Linked DNA regions of Mus musculus: all the other regions are linked to region 3. Evidence: chromatin contacts called from public Hi-C data. All regions are on one chromosome and are shown on one strand. Each heading gives the region's core, a stretch centred on a gene start, on an enhancer-like site or on the middle of the called end of the contact. The rest is flanking DNA. Distances are from core to core; before and after follow the strand shown. Region 1 holds the start of Kctd10 (potassium channel tetramerisation domain containing 10). Region 2 holds the start of Mvk (mevalonate kinase). Region 3 holds the start of Rplp0 (ribosomal protein, large, P0).

Region 1 (2,718 bases), core at 93-2,592, 1.2 Mb before region 3:
AGTAGCCTTGGAGATCTGAAGGGAGCTCTTCCGGGCGGGTTGCTTAAGGGGTATTATGCAAGGAGGCTAAACTAACCTGAGGTCTCTGCTACAGGGCTACTGCGTGAAGCAAACGAAGTTAAAGGAGGCCAAAAACTAAAGCCCCACACTTTTTTCTAGGATAGTCACCCCCCCCCCCCCAGTTCTCCTGCTTTTGAGAACTTCTCCAAACAGTCTCAATGAGGATGTTGTCAATCCTGCTTACTAGGGAAGCTAGGTATTAGAATCTGGTTTCAAACGCCCTCCATTTCACAGCCCAAATCCTTAGTGACACACAGAGACTGTAAAAATACATCGGTGAGCCCAGACTATCCTGTTGTTAACTAGTTCCCAGGTTAGCCCCAGGGGACCAGTTGGTGGTCTACCGGTGCTGCTGGCCGCCTTCTACCAATGTGTGTGTCTCTTGTTTTATACCAAATAGAGCTTGACCAAAGCCAGACACAGGCCGAGTCATCTGTCTTCAGTTTGGGACTGATCTTGTGAGTGAGTGGCAGACAAAGAAGACCTGGGTTAATAGTCCACCCGCCCCCCATCCCCACCCAAGGACAAAGAACCATTCAAGGGACAGACCCTAGAGAATCTCAAGTAAACCGAAACCATCCCATAACGCAGACAGCAACAGCTGACATCCTGGGACTCCCGAGGTGTGGTCACCTAGGGCCTCAAGGGAAGTGATTAGGTAGGTATCCAGGTGCCACTTGAGGCCAGACTCTGTGGTCAGGGTACCCCGACCTCAGACATGTCTCCTTAGAATTACTGTTACCAGTCATCTCGCTCCAGACTTGTGGGTTCAGAGACGCCCCCTCCCTCTCTTGCCTGGAACCCCACCTTACTCAAGGCACAGCCTCCCAGAGGCCAGACTTTGCTCGATTCCAAGGGTACACGCTCGCCCCTCTCCACACGCCCTCGAACCCTCGTTCGTTCCCCACCCCGAGCGTCGGTCTCGATGCCTCCGCCGCCGTCTCTTTGTCCCGACGATCTCCCACGTCCCATCGCCCATCAGCACTCCAGGCTCGCCGCCCAGCGCCACCACCGCCCGCAGGACCAGCCGCCCCTTCGCAGATCCCCACCACCACCACCCCGACCACGGCTCCTTTCATTTGAAGCCCTTCCCCCGCTCCGGACCTCGCCCGCACGCGCTACTCAGCGCCCCACCGCTCCCGCTCAGCCTCGTCGCCACCCTCGCCCGCCCCGAAGCTCCCCGACGGCGGCCACCGCCCTCACCATGAAAAGTCGGAGGACGCCGGAGTCTCCAAATCCGGACTGAGAGGCAGGAAACACCCAGCTCGCTCAATGCAGGGGGCGGAGGCGGGGCCGGGGCGGGCACTTCCGGCGTCCGTCCACACCCCACTTCCGCCCCGCAGAGGGACTCTTCTTAAAGCGTTCCCCCCCACCCCCCACCCCCGTAAGCCCTAGATGGGGGGAACTCTTTTTATCAACCGTTCCCGCCTCCCCTTGGCCGAGTCAGGCGTTTAGTCCCACTTCTGGATGTTTGTTTCTCCTTTCCGTCTGCTAAAGAAGATGACAAGAGGAAAGGAGTCCTCACCTCCTCCATGGGCAAAGAAGCAGTGCGGAACTGTTGTTTCCCGGAACTGAATAATTGCTTGCTTCCCAAGAGGTGTTCGGAGCACAACACCCGGGGCAAGATGGCGGCCGGGCTTCGGCCGCTGCCCCGGGGCTGGCGGACCTCGGGGGGATCGGGCTAAGGCGGCGGTCGCTGCGGCCCGGACCCCGAGTGCGGGGCCTCGAACGGATAAAGATCTCCGGACTGCGGGTAGCGAGTGGGGACAGGATGGGCGCTTCTCTGGGCGGCGGGGCCAGGGACGGAGGGAGGCTATCTGGGGGGCCGAGTCTTGGTTTGAGTGAAGTCGGAGGAGGGACTGGCTTGCGGGCTTCGGGGATCTCCTTGTCCCCCTTCCATTGATTTCCGTGCCGAGGCGACTGGCCTTGCCAGCCAACTGATTGTGGGCGAGACGGACTTGTTCTTGTGGTTGTTGATGTCGGTGCCTGTGAGAGGCGTCGGGCCTCCGGATCACCCCAAGTGGAATTCGAGCCCAGTGCTGTCGCTCGCTGTGTGACCTTGGGTGAATCTAGTCCCATCTCTGACCCTCAGTTTCCTCCTCTGTAAATAGAGTAATTAGATTGTTTTACGGAGATTATTTTAGAATACGTTTTAGTGTGGTTCCTGACGGCTCTTGATCAAAAGCTGGAAAAACTGGATCGTATTTTGACTTAAGCCTAGCTAGCCTCACAGGGTGCCTGGCATTCTCAACTTCTCTTTGTGGTGCCTTTCTGTGTGTGTGATTCCTGAACCTTGCCTTTTTGACTTGCCGATAAGTAATTCCTTTGGGAATTCAAAGTCAGGGACGGTGGGTGAGGACACTGGCGAGTTATGTGCCCTCTGCATTTCGTTTCCCCATCTGGATAGGCTGTAGCTGTCTAAGAGCAATAGTTTGGCTTATTAATGGTTTCTTTAAGAGCTGTTGTCTTATCTTAGGCTTTTAAAATTGGGGTGTTGTAGCCTCACAGGATAGGCTTCCAAAGGGAGGCCTAGTTAAATAGATCTACAATGTCTGTTACATGGTCTACACTTAGATGGTGGCCCTTAGGCCTGGGAAACTAGCGACTTCTACCATAAAAGAAAGTCGCTCAGCAACTTGTGTTTATTTTTACTTCACA
Region 2 (2,700 bases), core at 2-2,501, 1.1 Mb before region 3:
GCATACTGCTCAATAAAGATTCTTGGCAAATACTGGCAGGAAGGACTAACTGGTCACTCCATGTAGCCCTAGCTCCACAGTGGGCTAAAGCCGCTAGCTCCTGGAACTGCCCTTCAGCTTCTCCCACACTCCCAAAGTTAGCCATACGCTTCTCCGTTGAGGAAACTGGAGCCCACAAAGATTCAACTTCCTAGATCTCCAGGAAGAGACTGGGCTGGGATTCATGCCCAAAACCCTTCTACTGTAAGCCTGACCTGGTCCATTACCCTCCCCAAACTCTTGTCTCTTCTAACCCCAACACAGAAGTTAGCACTTCTGGGGGAAAGAAAACTAGGCCACTTGCACTTTTCTAAGATTTTTCAGTGTCAAGGAAAAAAAAAAATACACTGTCAAAATGGAATTTCAAAAATGCTATTTTAACTTAATTTTTTTTTTTTTGAGGACTGCGAATGAACCCCGACTCTGCCATTTTCAACTAGCAGTGCATAACTTAAAATTAAAATGTGAATTCACAAAATTATTTCAAAGTCAGAGGACTGGACAGGGAACGCTGATCATGAGGTCATGGTAGTCTGCAAGTCCCTATGCAAGTTTCTAAGTGTTACCATGTCTTCCTGGTGTCTTAATCCTAATCCAAACAAACTGCTTGGGGAGGCCGGACAAAACCCACAAGAGCATGCCCCTGCCCTGACTGACCACAGCTAGACTCCGTTAGAACTTGGGGAGGAAATCCTGGCCTCTGACGCCATGACGAGCCCAGTGACGTCAGGCCACATAGAGCACGTCATCGGTGTGATGTACCCACGGAAACAACCGTTCCTCCTCCGTGTTGAGTTACTCTCCAGGCCTGAAACTCACCTGTCCCCGTCTTCCCCGCCCTGAGGGCCACGGCTCTGGAAACGGGGACACAGCAGTCTGCAGGCGCTGAGACGCCCGCGCAGGCCGAGGCGACCCCCAAAGAGCCACACAGCCATGCGCACGGTAACGCATCCAAGACTGACCCGGCTAGGCACCCGTCCAGGCCCGGGGATGACTCCGCCCCGCAGCCGGCCGCGCCACCTCTCAATCGCTGTTTCCTATTGGCCTGGGGCACTCGCACCAGGGCGGGGCACTCCCCAGCTCTTGATTCCCATTGGATTACTTGTAGAAAGAGGCGAGGCAATTTCGGCTTGCTTGAAGTTCCCATTGGTTAATGTTTGACCCAATCTGTAAAGGAGCCCTTAGCTCCAGCTCTCTGATTGGCCTCAGGAAGACACACCCGCCTCCTTGGAACTCTCCCATCTGATATGGAGAAGACCGGGAGCTGCGGCCCGGGTTTCAGCTCACTTGGGCGCTGGCCGGGGCAGGTGAGAAGCCTGGGCTGCGGGATGGGCGGCGTGAGGACCGGGTCCCGGACACCCCGGGCCGGGCGCCGCGGTTCTCTGCCTTCGTGTCCTCGATCTGAGCGCTCGGCGACCTCAGATCGGACAGTTTCCCCTAGACTAGGGTCCCGTAGACTGGGCTACTTAGTGTGCAGTGGGGTGGCCAGTGAAGCCTTGAACCCGGGTGATTTTTGCATTATTTATAACAACGTAAAAATGCATGCACCCATAAATCCAGCAAAACCACTCTGTGACATGACTCTTGCCTTGCAGAAGTTCTTGTTTGAACGTGCAACACAGGGCGTTAACAGGTGAGTCCCGGCAGCCGCGTTTGTGATTGTGACAGGTTGGTTGTGGTCTTGAGGTCCGGGAAGGATTCTTTCTCCTGCAAGATTTTATCTAAACCTCGCGTTCCCACACGCATCAAACACATGGCCGTCCTCAGAGTAGGCAAGCAGTCCATGCCTGAGCTCATGTCAGTTTCTACTGGCAACAGCAGTGGTAATAAACTCTGGAGCTGAGAACCTGTCAGTGCCGAGTAGCTCAGTATAGTCAAGAGGCCACTTTGCCAGACAGACAGGCCTTGCTGCTGGTAGTCCTTTGAGTCAGCCTCCAGTATTGCCTCTATTATCTGATATATGGGAAACAGATTCATGGCATAAGACATTCTGGGGACGGAAGAGCTGTGGTCTGAACCCAGATTTTTTTTTTCCCATTGTCCACCTGACTGGCTCACTGCACTGTCATCCTGGAACATAGCTCTGGATGGTAGTTCTGGATGGAGTTTCTCTACATGCTCCTGGCTGTCCTGGAATTCACTCTGTAGACCAGGCTTGCCTCGTACACCCAGAGATCCACCTGCCTCTGCCTCCACAGTGCTGGGATGAAAGATGTTCACCTCCAAGCCCAGCCTTCCTGGTGTTTGTAACTAACATCTAGGGAACTTTGTTTCTCTCTCTCTCTCTCTCTCTCTCTCTCTCTCTCTCTCTCTCTCTCTCTTTCCTTGCAGAAGTCTCAGAAGCCATGTTGTCAGAAGCCCTGCTGGTGTCCGCCCCGGGGAAGGTCATCCTCCATGGAGAACACGCTGTGGTCCATGGCAAGGTAAAAAGTCCCCAGGGAGCTGGGCAGTGGTGGCGCATGCCTTTAATCCCAGTTCTGAATTTGAGACCAGCCTGGTCTACAGAGTGAGTTCCAGAACAGCCAGGGCTACACAGAGAAACCCTGTCTCGAAAAAACAAACAAACCAAAAAAAGTTCCCAGGGACTTGAACGATGGGGTACCATGTCTCTCAGACCCTGGATTGGAAGACGGTAAAAGAAAGGCCTAGGGTGTTCACTGG
Region 3 (2,700 bases), core at 153-2,652:
CAATTATCCAAATAATGTTGAACGACTGTGTGTGTATATATATAATGTGTATATATATATATATATATTATATATATATATATATATTATATATATATATATATATATATATATATATATGTGAAGAAGCTAGTTTTATGTATCGATTTTCTCCCGTATCCCTGGAAGGGAAAGCAAACGGTCAATAAAGTGGAAGTGCTTTTTAAGACAACACAGCAAGCGGCAGAACAAAGTTATGGATCCGGGTCTCATCTGGCCGCATGCCCTGCGTTTTGCCTGCTCAACAAATACTTATCTGCCCACTGTCTGGCAGGCACAGAATAAAATCTCTGCCCTGTGGAGCTTACCTTCCTGCAGGGAGAGGCTGACAAGCAGAATGTGGTGAATTATACAGCGAGTTAGATGGTGTAAGTGCTGCAGGAGAAGGTGGGAGAGTAAGGGAGAGTAGGTTTGGTTTTGCCCCCGCCCTTAAAATTTGAAATCAAGAATCAGGGCAGGTCTCCTTGAGTAGATAGCATTTGCAGCAAGATGTGGGGGAGGTGAGTTTCTCTGACCGAAGCTGGCCAGCACCATTCAAAAAGCTGTGAAGCCGGTGGTGGTGGCGCACACCTTTAATCCCAGCACTTGGGAGGCAGAGGCAGGCGGATTTCTGAGTTCAAGGCCAGCCTGGTCTACAAAGTGAGTTCCAGGACATCCAGGGCTATACAGAGAAACCCTGTCTCGAAAAACCAAAACCAAAACCAAAAAAAAAAAAAGGCATACTCTTGAAGGGGATAAAAGGGCAAAGGGATCAGGCGAGAGGCAAACACATCAGTAGGAAAGCAAGAAAACAGATTGCGACAGTGGAAACAGTCGTGTGGGACCTTGAGAATAGTCTACGTTTTAGGCGTTTACTCAGAGAAAACGGCAATCTTTGATTAACTTTGTGCGGGTGAAGATGTAGGTTTTGAAAGGAAGAACAAAACGGGCAGTGGTGGCGCACGCCTTTAATCCCAGCACTTGGGAGGCAGAGGCAGGCAGATTTCTGAGTTTGAGGCCAGCCTGGTCTACAAAGTGAGTTCCAGGACAGCCAGGATATACAGAAAAACCTAAAAAAATAAAAAATAAATAAATTAAAAGAAAGAAAAAAGAATGGAAGAACAAGAGGAGACTAGAGCATCAGCTAGGGTTTCGCAGAAAGTTGTTTTGCTGTACTGACTCGGTGACGCTGCAGGGCGGCTCCGACCCAGCAGAGGGCAGCAGGTCTGAAAGCGCGCCTCCTGCGGCCGGGTGCTGTCTTTACTTTCCCGACTTGCTGGAGTGGCAGCGGTCTCAGCCAATAGACGCGCATGTTTATTGAGTGAGGCAGGACAGTCGATGGAACCAGCCAATAGGCATGGACGACGTCGTCTTCGGGTTTCGAGGACCGCCTGGTTCTCCTATAAAAGGCACACGCGGGCATGCGGCCCGTCTCTCGCCAGGCGTCCTCGTTGGAGGTTGGGGGGTTGTTTTGTTGTGGGAGGGCGGCAAGAGCGCGGGGACGTTGCGGGTGGGAGCGATGGGCTCGGGAAGGATCGCGGCCGGGCTCTGCCCGTCCGGTCTACCGCCTGGCTTGTCGGATCGCCCGCGCTGCTGGCGGCCGCAGCCCGGGGCCCAGCTCTGGCGTGGCCGGCTTGGCCTAGGCCTGGGATCGGGGCCGGTGTTGGGGTTACCGGGCTCAAGCTGCCCCCTCTCTCTCCCCAGTGACATCGTCTTTAAACCCCGCGTGGCAATCCCTGACGCACCGCCGTGATGCCCAGGGAAGACAGGGCGACCTGGAAGTCCAACTACTTCCTCAAGATCATCGTAAGTGTGGAGCGGGCCGGGGACGCGCGGCTTCCGCCTCCGGGTCTTCCCGGGGCGGTCGTTGGCCACGCGCTTTAACAGAGTTTGGGCATCCTGGGGAAGTTCTGTAGTCTTGGGATCTCCCCCCCCCCCCCCCGCGTTCCAGAACTAGCTCGCTCACCCAGTTTTTCATCTCGTCGAGCCCTTCGCGTTTGTGCAAAGGGCTGAGACTGGAGTGATTCATCTTGTTGCCCATCTGAGACCTGCCAGTCAGGCTGCTGTTGAGTGACTTAATTACAAAAGGCCTTTGAGGTGGCTTTGAACCAGAGCTACCAGACTTTGTAGGTACCAGTCTGTTTTAGTTAACTTTTCTTTTTTTTTTCCGAGACAGAGACAAAGATTTTTGGGTCTGGTAGTACCTTTTATATTTCACAACCTAAGATCCCCCGACCTCTCTATAATTTGTTTTCTGTGCTTTTTAAGTCTGTCTCTTCCCTGATCAGAGTCACTTTGGTCACCCAGGCACGCCTTATTTAAAAAGTAAAGCTTAAGATTTACTTGAGGCAAGTCTTCCCCCTATAGCTCTGGCTGGCCTCGGATTAGCAATTAAGCCTTACCTGTCTTTACAGGTGTGGCACCACACCCAGCTAAAAGTTAATTTTTGGCTGTGACAGTAATTTTGTGATACTCGTAACCAGCAAGGAAGCTGGATCAGATAAAGACAGACGTTGGGCTCGGGTGGCTGGCTCCTAGCGAGAAGTGTCACACCTAGGGTGAAGCAATGGGGAGGTAGAGGTAGCAGGGTTTCGGGTTTTGCTGGGTATTTTTTGTTTGTTTTCCTCTCAATGTAGTTTTTCCTGGCTTCCTTCATAGCAACTTTTGGATGATTATCCAAAA

Evidence for each region. Hi-C and Micro-C count contacts between places; a contact is called where the count stands out from the background.
Region 1: a Hi-C map of CD8 T cells shows a contact between it and region 3, with 2.7 times the contacts expected there. The contact joins the promoter of Kctd10 here to the promoter of Rplp0 in region 3. A contact is called at or near these places in 4 of 39 promoter capture datasets (the 3T3-L1 cell line, cranial neural crest, liver and 1 more), 2 of 484 Hi-C or Micro-C datasets (B cells and CD8 T cells), 2 of 115 datasets of contacts at active chromatin or transcription factors (pancreatic cancer cells and thymic regulatory T cells) and 1 of 9 other capture datasets (liver).
Region 2: a contact with region 3 is called in a Hi-C map of B cells, with 9 read pairs. The contact joins the promoter of Mvk here to the promoter of Rplp0 in region 3. A contact is called at or near these places in 2 of 39 promoter capture datasets (liver and pre-B cells) and 1 of 484 Hi-C or Micro-C datasets (B cells).

Annotation. Positions count from the first base shown.
Region 1 is chr5:114,379,163-114,381,880 of GRCm38.p6, forward strand. It overlaps Kctd10 (potassium channel tetramerisation domain containing 10), which reads right to left and starts at 1,343. Exons shown (of 7, transcript NM_026145.4): 1 at 1,264-1,343. The coding sequence starts at 1,266. Ube3b (ubiquitin protein ligase E3B) reads left to right here and starts at 1,458. Exons shown (of 28, transcript NM_054093.3): 1 at 1,458-1,813.
Region 2 is chr5:114,443,018-114,445,717 of GRCm38.p6, forward strand. Mvk (mevalonate kinase) reads left to right here and starts at 1,252. Exons shown (of 11, transcript NM_023556.3): 1 at 1,252-1,346; 2 at 2,371-2,462. The coding sequence starts at 2,385. Mmab (methylmalonic aciduria (cobalamin deficiency) cblB type homolog (human)) reads right to left here and starts at 1,010. Exons shown (of 9, transcript NM_029956.4): 1 at 859-1,010. The coding sequence starts at 974.
Region 3 is chr5:115,558,065-115,560,764 of GRCm38.p6, forward strand. It overlaps Rplp0 (ribosomal protein, large, P0), which reads left to right and starts at 1,403. Exons shown (of 7, transcript NM_007475.5): 1 at 1,403-1,475; 2 at 1,723-1,824; 3 at 2,677-2,700. The coding sequence starts at 1,771.